Linked DNA regions of Sus scrofa: region 2 is linked to region 1. A link is a contact called in public HiChIP or PLAC-seq data. All regions are on one chromosome and are shown on one strand. Each heading gives the region's core, a stretch centred on a gene start, on an enhancer-like site or on the middle of the called end of the contact. The rest is flanking DNA. Distances are from core to core; before and after follow the strand shown.

Evidence for each region. HiChIP or PLAC-seq counts read pairs in DNA pulled down with a chosen protein or histone mark.
Region 2: an H3K27ac HiChIP or PLAC-seq map of alveolar macrophages shows a contact between it and region 1. The contact joins two enhancer-like sites. A contact is called at or near these places in 3 of 47 Hi-C or Micro-C datasets (embryonic fibroblasts, epiblast stem cells and heart right ventricle) and 2 of 2 datasets of contacts at active chromatin or transcription factors (alveolar macrophages and skeletal muscle).

The regions. Positions count from the first base shown.
Region 1 is chr5:21,861,005-21,864,620 of Sscrofa11.1, reverse strand. The region is part of intron 1 of RBMS2 (RNA-binding motif, single-stranded-interacting protein 2); the gene reads right to left. Among named protein-coding and RNA genes, the nearest start is that of GLS2, 43 kb to the right of the region's middle. Within about 2 kb of position 1,925, at least 1 of the 83 cell types and tissues checked has an H3K27ac peak or open chromatin away from gene starts, as enhancers often do. A contact at or near this core is called in alveolar macrophages, where this site is marked.
Region 2 is chr5:21,929,756-21,933,371 of Sscrofa11.1, reverse strand. RBMS2 (RNA-binding motif, single-stranded-interacting protein 2) reads right to left here. Exons shown (of 17, transcript XM_021092894.1): 17 at 1-3,616. It overlaps BAZ2A (bromodomain adjacent to zinc finger domain protein 2A), which reads left to right. Exons shown (of 29, transcript XM_001927752.7): 29 at 1-845. Among named protein-coding and RNA genes, the nearest start is that of BAZ2A, 51 kb to the left of the region's middle. Within about 2 kb of position 1,546, at least 12 of the 83 cell types and tissues checked have an H3K27ac peak or open chromatin away from gene starts, as enhancers often do. A contact at or near this core is called in alveolar macrophages, where this site is marked.

The DNA.
Region 1 (3,616 bases), core at 676-3,175:
ACTAGAAACAAGAAAATTACAAATGACTAAGCTCACCAGTAAAGGCAGATATATAATAAAGGTAGGAAATTATCCATACACAAATATGCTCCCAGAACTAGAAATTGTGAGAAGAAGAGGGAACAAATTCAGGATACTGGAGATGCATTTGCATTGAAAAGACCAGCAATTTAAAACAATCTTATATATTGATTCCCCTATCAAAAACCCCATGGTAACCACAAACCAAAAATCTGTAATAGACACACAAGTAAGAAAAAGCAATCAAAACACAACACTAAAGACAGTCATCAAACCACAGAGAAGGGAAGAAAAAAGACCAACAAAAATAAACCCAAAACAATAAAAGGGCCATAAGAACATACATATCAATAATTACCTTAAATGTAAATGGACCAAACATCCCAACCAAAAGACTTGGACTGACTGAACAGATACAAAAACAAGACTCATATAAATATGCTGTCTTCAAGGGACCCACATCAGTTCTGGGGACACTAACAAATGGAAAGTGAGAGGATAGAAGAAAATATTCCATGCAAACAGTAATCAAAAGAAAGTTGGAGTAGCAATACTCATATCAGACAAAACAGACCTGAAAATAATATTTTAAGAGACAAAGAAGAATACTACATAAAAATCAAAGGATCAATTCAAGAAGAAGATAGTTATAAATATATATGCACCCAACATAGGATCACCTCAACACATAAGGCAACTGCTAAAAACCTTAAAAGGAGATATTGACAATAACACAGTAATAGTGGGGGGCTTTAACACTCCACTTAGAGCAATAGACAGAAAATCAACAAGGAAACACAGGCCTTAAATGATGCATTAGACCAGATGGAGTTAATATTTATAGGACATTCTATCCACAAGCAGCAGAATACACATTTTTCTCAAGTGCACAGAGAACATTCTCTAGGATAGATCACATTCTGGGCCACAAATCAAGCCTTGGTGAATTTAAGAAAATTGAAATCATATCAAGCATCTTTTCCAACTACAATGCTGTATGACTGGAAATCAACAAGAAGATAAATCCTGCAAAAAACACAAACACATGGAGACTAAACATGCTATTAGGGAGTTCCCATCATGGCTCAGTGGGTTAAGGAACTGGCGCTGCCACGAGCTGTGGTGTACATCGTAGACCTGGCTCAGATCCCACATGGCGGCAGCTACAGCTCTGATTGGACCCTAGCCTGGGAATCTCCATATGCTGCAGGTGTGGCCCTAAAAAGACAAAACAAAAACAAAAACAAAAAAAGTACTACTAAACAACCAGGAGATCACTGAAGAAATCAAAGAGGAAATTAAAAAAATGCCTAGAAGCAAATGACAGCAAAGACACGACAATCCAAAGCCTATAGGATGCAGCAAAGCAATTCTAAGAGGGAAGTTTATAGCAATACAAGCCTGCCTCAGGAAACAAGAAAAATCTCAAAAAACCTCTATACCTAAAGGAGCTAGAGAGAGAACAGACAAAACTCAAAGTTAGCAGAAGGAAAGAAATCATAAAGATCAGAGCAGATAAATGAAATAGAAATGAAGAAAATCATAGAAAAGATCAACAAAATGAAAAGCTGCTCCTTTGAAAAGATCAATACAATGGTAAACCCTTAGCCAGACTCAACAAGAAAAAAAGAGAGGACTCAAAACAGTAACATTAGAAAGGAAAAAGGAGAAGTTACAACAGACATCGCAGAAATACAAAGGATCATAAGAGACTACTACAAGCAACTATATACCAATAAAATGGACAACCTGGAAGAAATAGACAAATTCTTAGAAAAGTACCATCTTCCAAGACTAAAGCAAGACAAAACAGAAAAGATGAACAGACCAACTACAAGTACTGAAATTGAAACGGATTAAAAAAATGTCCAACAGGAGTTCCTGTTGCGACACAGTGGTTAACGAATCTGACTAGGAACCATGAGGTTGCGGGTTTGATCACTGGACTTGCTCACAGCATTGCCATGAGCTATGGTGTAGGTCGCAGACGTGGCTTGGATCCCGGTGGCTACAGCTCCAATTCAACCCCTAGCCTGGGAACCTCCATATGCTGCTGGTGCAGCCCTAGAAAATGAAAAAAGACAAAAAGACAAAAAAAATCCAACAAACAAAAGTTCAGGACCAGTTGGCTTCACAGGCGAATTCTATCAAACATCTAGAGAAGGGTTAACACCTATCCTTCTGAAACTCTCCCAAAAAACTGCAGAGGAAGGAACCCTCCCAAACTCATTCTGTGAGGCCACCATCACCCTGATACCAAAAGCAGACACACATACCACAAAAAAAGACAATTACACCAATATCACTGATGAACACAGATGCAAAAACCCTCAACAAAATACTAGCAAACCAAATCCAGCAATACAGTAAAAGGATCGTACACCATGATCAAGTGGGATCTATCCCAGGGAGGCAAGGATTTTTCAGTATCCGAAAATCAATCAGCGTGATACATCCATCACATTAACAAGCTGAAGAACAAAAGCATATGACCCTCTCAATAGATGCAGAAAAAGCTTTTCACAAAACCCAACACCAATTTCACACAAAAACCTTCCAGAAAGTGGGCATGGAGGGAAACCTACCTCAACATAATAAAAGGCCATATATATTGGAGTTCCCGTCGTGGCGCAGTGGTTAACGAATCCGACTAAGAACCATGAGGTTGCGGGTTCGGTCCCTGCCCTTGCTCAGTGGGTTAACGATCCGGCGTTGCCGTGAGCTGTGGTGTAGGTTGCAGACGCGGCTCGGATCCGGCGTTGCTATGGCTCTGGCGTAGGCTGGTGGCTACAGCTCCGATTCAACTCCTAGCCTGGGAATCTCCATATGCCGCCGGAGCGGCCCAAGAAATAGCAACAACAACAACAACAACAAAAAAAAAAAGACAAAAAAATAAAAAAATAAAAATAAAAATAAAATAAAAGGCCATATATGACAAACCCACAGCTAACATCATTCTCAATGGGGAAAAGCTGAAAGAATTCCCGCTAAGATCAGGAACAAGACAAGGAGGCCCGCTCTCACCACTACCATTCAGCATAGTTTTGGAAGTCTTAGCCATGGCAATCAGAGAGGAAAAATAAAAGGAATCCACATTGGAAAGGAAGAAGTAAAACTATCACTGTTTGCAGATGACAGGATACTATACCGAGAAAATCCTAAAGATGCTACCAGGAAACTGTTAGAGATCATCGATGAATTTGGTAAAGTTGCAGGATGCAACATTAATACACAGAAATGACTGCATTTCCATATACTAACAATGCAAGATCAGAAAGAGAAATGAGGGAAACAATCCCATTTACCATGACATCAAACAGAGTAAAACACCTAGGAATAAACCTACCTAAAGAGACAAGGAGTTCCCGTCGTGGTGCAGTGGTTAACGAATCCGACTAGGAACCATGAAGTTGCGGGTTCGGTCCCTGCCCTTGCTCAGTGGGTTAACGATCCGGCGTTGCCGTGAGCTGTGGTGTAGGTTGCAGACACGGCTCGGATCCCACGTTGCTGTGGCGCTGGCGTAGGCCGGTGGTTACAGCTCCGATTCGACCCCTAGCCTGGGAACCTCCATATGCCGCGGGAACGGCCCAAGAAA
Region 2 (3,616 bases), core at 297-2,796, 69 kb before region 1:
AAGGAACACAAACTACAAAATGTGCGTTTGAGTCTAAATCAAACTTGCTGTCCAAGGTAGTAAGTGCATGCGAGAGAGCAGTCAAAAAAAGGTGTGTGTTGGGATGTGGGCATCAGTAATTGAGGGAGAACTTTCTTTACTTAGGCTAGGAAAGCTTATCACCCTCCAGACTGGAGGTTTTGTTTGGTGACAAATTAAACTAATGAATAGGTGGAGAAGGAACATCTCTGCTTTCAGCCCTGAGTGCATGCTTACCTTCTCAGCAGAATGACAGCCACTAACTGGCCAACTCTCTCAGCCTCTCAGGTTCTGAGCTCTGCTCCAGTGTCATTGTTCCTGGGGGTGCCTTCCAAGCATTAGTTAATATCCTAGGTAGTTATTACTTGGGCTACCCTACCCCCTGGCCTACCACAGCAAAACCTAACTGAAGAGTCTACACTATTCTGGAGTGATAAATGAGGTAAAAATCTCGTAAGATATTTCAGAAGTAGAAATAACCAAAAGAGGAGTCCCTGTCGTGGCACAGCATAAACAGTCCAACTAGGTGAGGTTGCGGGCTCCATCCCTGGCCTCGCTCAGTGGGCATTACCATGAGCTGTGGTGTAGTCGCAGACGTGGCTTGGATCTGGCGTTGCTGTGGCTCTGGCGTAGGCCAGCAGCTGTAGCTCCAATTAGACCCCTAGCCTGGGAACCTCCATACGCCATGGGTGCAGCCCTAAAAAGACAAAAAGCCAAAAAAAAAAAAAAAAGACTGACAAAGTTAATGGAATAAAAAATTATTTAATCTTAAATGCACTCATGAAATAGGGCATGGGTTTGTAGCAGTGATTAAAAAAAAAAAAAAAGAAATAACCAAAAGAGTTTTTACATTTGACTATGAGCCCTTTCTAGCCCCCAGCTTCCTAACCTTCATGAAGGGAAAAACAGAGTAAAGGAAGGAAAGAGTAAACCAGGTGCTTGTGCCCTTGTTGAACTGTAACACTGTGAGGTAGATCTGTAACAAGGACAAGGAAGATCTGGGGATGTGTCTGGAGAATGAAGGTTTATTCAAAATGGAAGTGGATAGGCCAGAGAGAAGGAGCAGTGCTAAGTGGGGTGAGACGGCACCTAGCTTTCTCATTACTATAGTTGGGGACCACCCCTAGGGAGGTACAGCATTGAGCAAAGGTGGGAATGGTGATAGAGCTCACAGGCCTGTCTCAGTTGCTGCAGGAAGACCATTCTACAAAAGGAGTGGGTAAGCTGAGTAAACCTGAGGGTTCAACTAATGCTTGGAAGGGCCTAAAGGTAGTAGCACAGAAATGGAGTAGTTAGTTTAAGAGGGAATGAGGAAGGATTAGTGTGATAAGGCACAAGATTTAAGAGCTAGTCCTTACAGACTGACTTTCATAATAACCCACCCTCTCTGAGCCGATCTAGCAAGTCTGGGGACAGGTTTAGTTAGACCTGGTCTCCCAGGCAAGTTTACTGCTCTAGGCAGAGAAGGTCAAAGCAGCCCTCTCATAAATGCAATGCTGCTGCTCTCCCAGAAGGTGGGGCAAGTGCACAAGAGAGCAGATTTCCGCCCCCTCATAGATTCTACTGTCGGGATCCCTGGATCATTCTATTCCAGGAAGGGTTCTCACTGCGCCTTTTTGGAGTGGGCCCCCAAAAGGATGACACTCAAGTGGCAGAGAATGAGCACTGCAGACACTGAAGGGCCGAATGAGCTCAGTGATGAGTCAGGAAAGGAAGAATGGAACTGGGCTGAGGTGGCCCAATGTGAGGGAGGTTGGTAGGGCAGCAAAGGCTAGTCGTCACCCTCAGTGCAAGCAATGTCCCCTGCGAACCCCATCTGTTACTGACAAGGGCTATTTATTACTTCTTCAGAGGCACCAGGCTTCCTAGTCTGGGTGTCTCCAAATTCTTTGGTTAAAAACACTCTTTAAAAACAACATGTCTCCCCATCATCATTTCCACATCTTCCCTAACCTCGACCTACATCCTCTTCCAAAAAGTCTAATTAGCCTCAGGGTTGAGTGTCATCTCAGAGTTGAGAAGGGAACAGTAATAGCACTAGTATGAGATGGGACAAACAGGCTCTGAGCCTAGTAAAGGAATACATCATCTGAGAGAGGGATTCTGATACGTTCTATTTGACTGAAAATAGAAAAACACAAAGTACTAGAATATTTTAAGACTGTTGTGAGCATCTGTAATGAGTGGGGGTGAAATGTGAAGTACAGAGAGGGTATGACCTGGGCTCCAAGAAGACAGAGCTTATGATGTTGCGGGGGTGGGGTGGGTGGATTTTTGGCTGCATCTGTGGCATGAAAAGATTCCCAGGCCAGGGATCAAACCTGTGCCTCAGTTGCAACAGCTGTGGCAATGCTGACTCCTTAACCTGCTATTACCAAGTGGGTACTTCACAGCCATAGTGCTTAAAGAGCCCAGCTCTAGGCTGTGAGCTTGAAGGCTACTCTCCACAATTACTCTTCCACCATTGCACTATTTCATGAGAAAAAAAATATCCCTCATTCCTCCTCTCCTTTCTCCAATCACTCACCCATGTTAAGAATTGTTAAAAATGAACTTAAAGGAAGCTCCCTTGTGGCAGAGTGGGTTAAGGGTTTGGTGGTGTCACTGCTGTGGTGCAAGTTCGATCCCTGGCCTGGGAACTTCCACATGCCATGGGTGCACCCAAAAAAAAAAAAGAACAACTAGGGAAAAAATATCATGAGTGTATCCCCAAAATACCCAAATGAAATTCCACGATGCCATGAACCACTTCAAAAATAACTCCAGGCTCTCCATCATTTCCCATGCCCAAGCCTGCCCAAACCAGAACTCCTAACAGAATCCATTATGCAGATTCACATGAAGAGAACACACAAAAAGTAACTTTGGAATTGTAAAACAAAGAAAACCACAGCCATATAAACATTTAAATATGGAGAAAGTAGACAGAACTAGGAATTCTGGAAGGCAGAGGAGGGGCAGCAGTGATATGAACAGTTTCTACACATGAAAGGCCCTAATTTCACTAAACCTAGCAAAGCAAGGCTTCCCCAAACTACTATGGATTAAGTTACTAGGATTCTAGATTCTTCTCCTTTTCTTCAAGGCCACTGCAAGAAATCTATGGGCTTCACTAAGGGCTAGAGACAGCTCAGAAACAAGAGCTACCTGCCCAGACAAACCCTTCTAGAAGGTTACTGGGCATGGGGCTGTTTGACATTAGGGAAATCCTGAGATTGGAAGTACCCATGAGAAAATTAATAGCGGCAATTTTGTCCTTTACACTTTTTGTCCTACATATTGTTCCCAAGCCCTGCCCCAGGGATGTACAAAAGGACACTTGAGGCACAGGGACTCTCAACTCTGGGGTGGGTGGAGGGAAGGGAAAGTGGGGCCCAAGCTCAATGTACAACTGATACCACAGCTTCTTCCCACCCAGCATCATCGCCCTCTCCCTACAGCCGGCCTCATGGAAGGCCCTGGTGCTCTGTACTCCATCACCCAGCTTTCTGTCTGACTGACTGGAGGAAAGGCACCTGACCTTGAAGTGAAGGGGAGCAGAACCCTCCTTTCAGTATAGAAGGAATGACTGGGAAGAGACGGCACAAGATCTTATTTT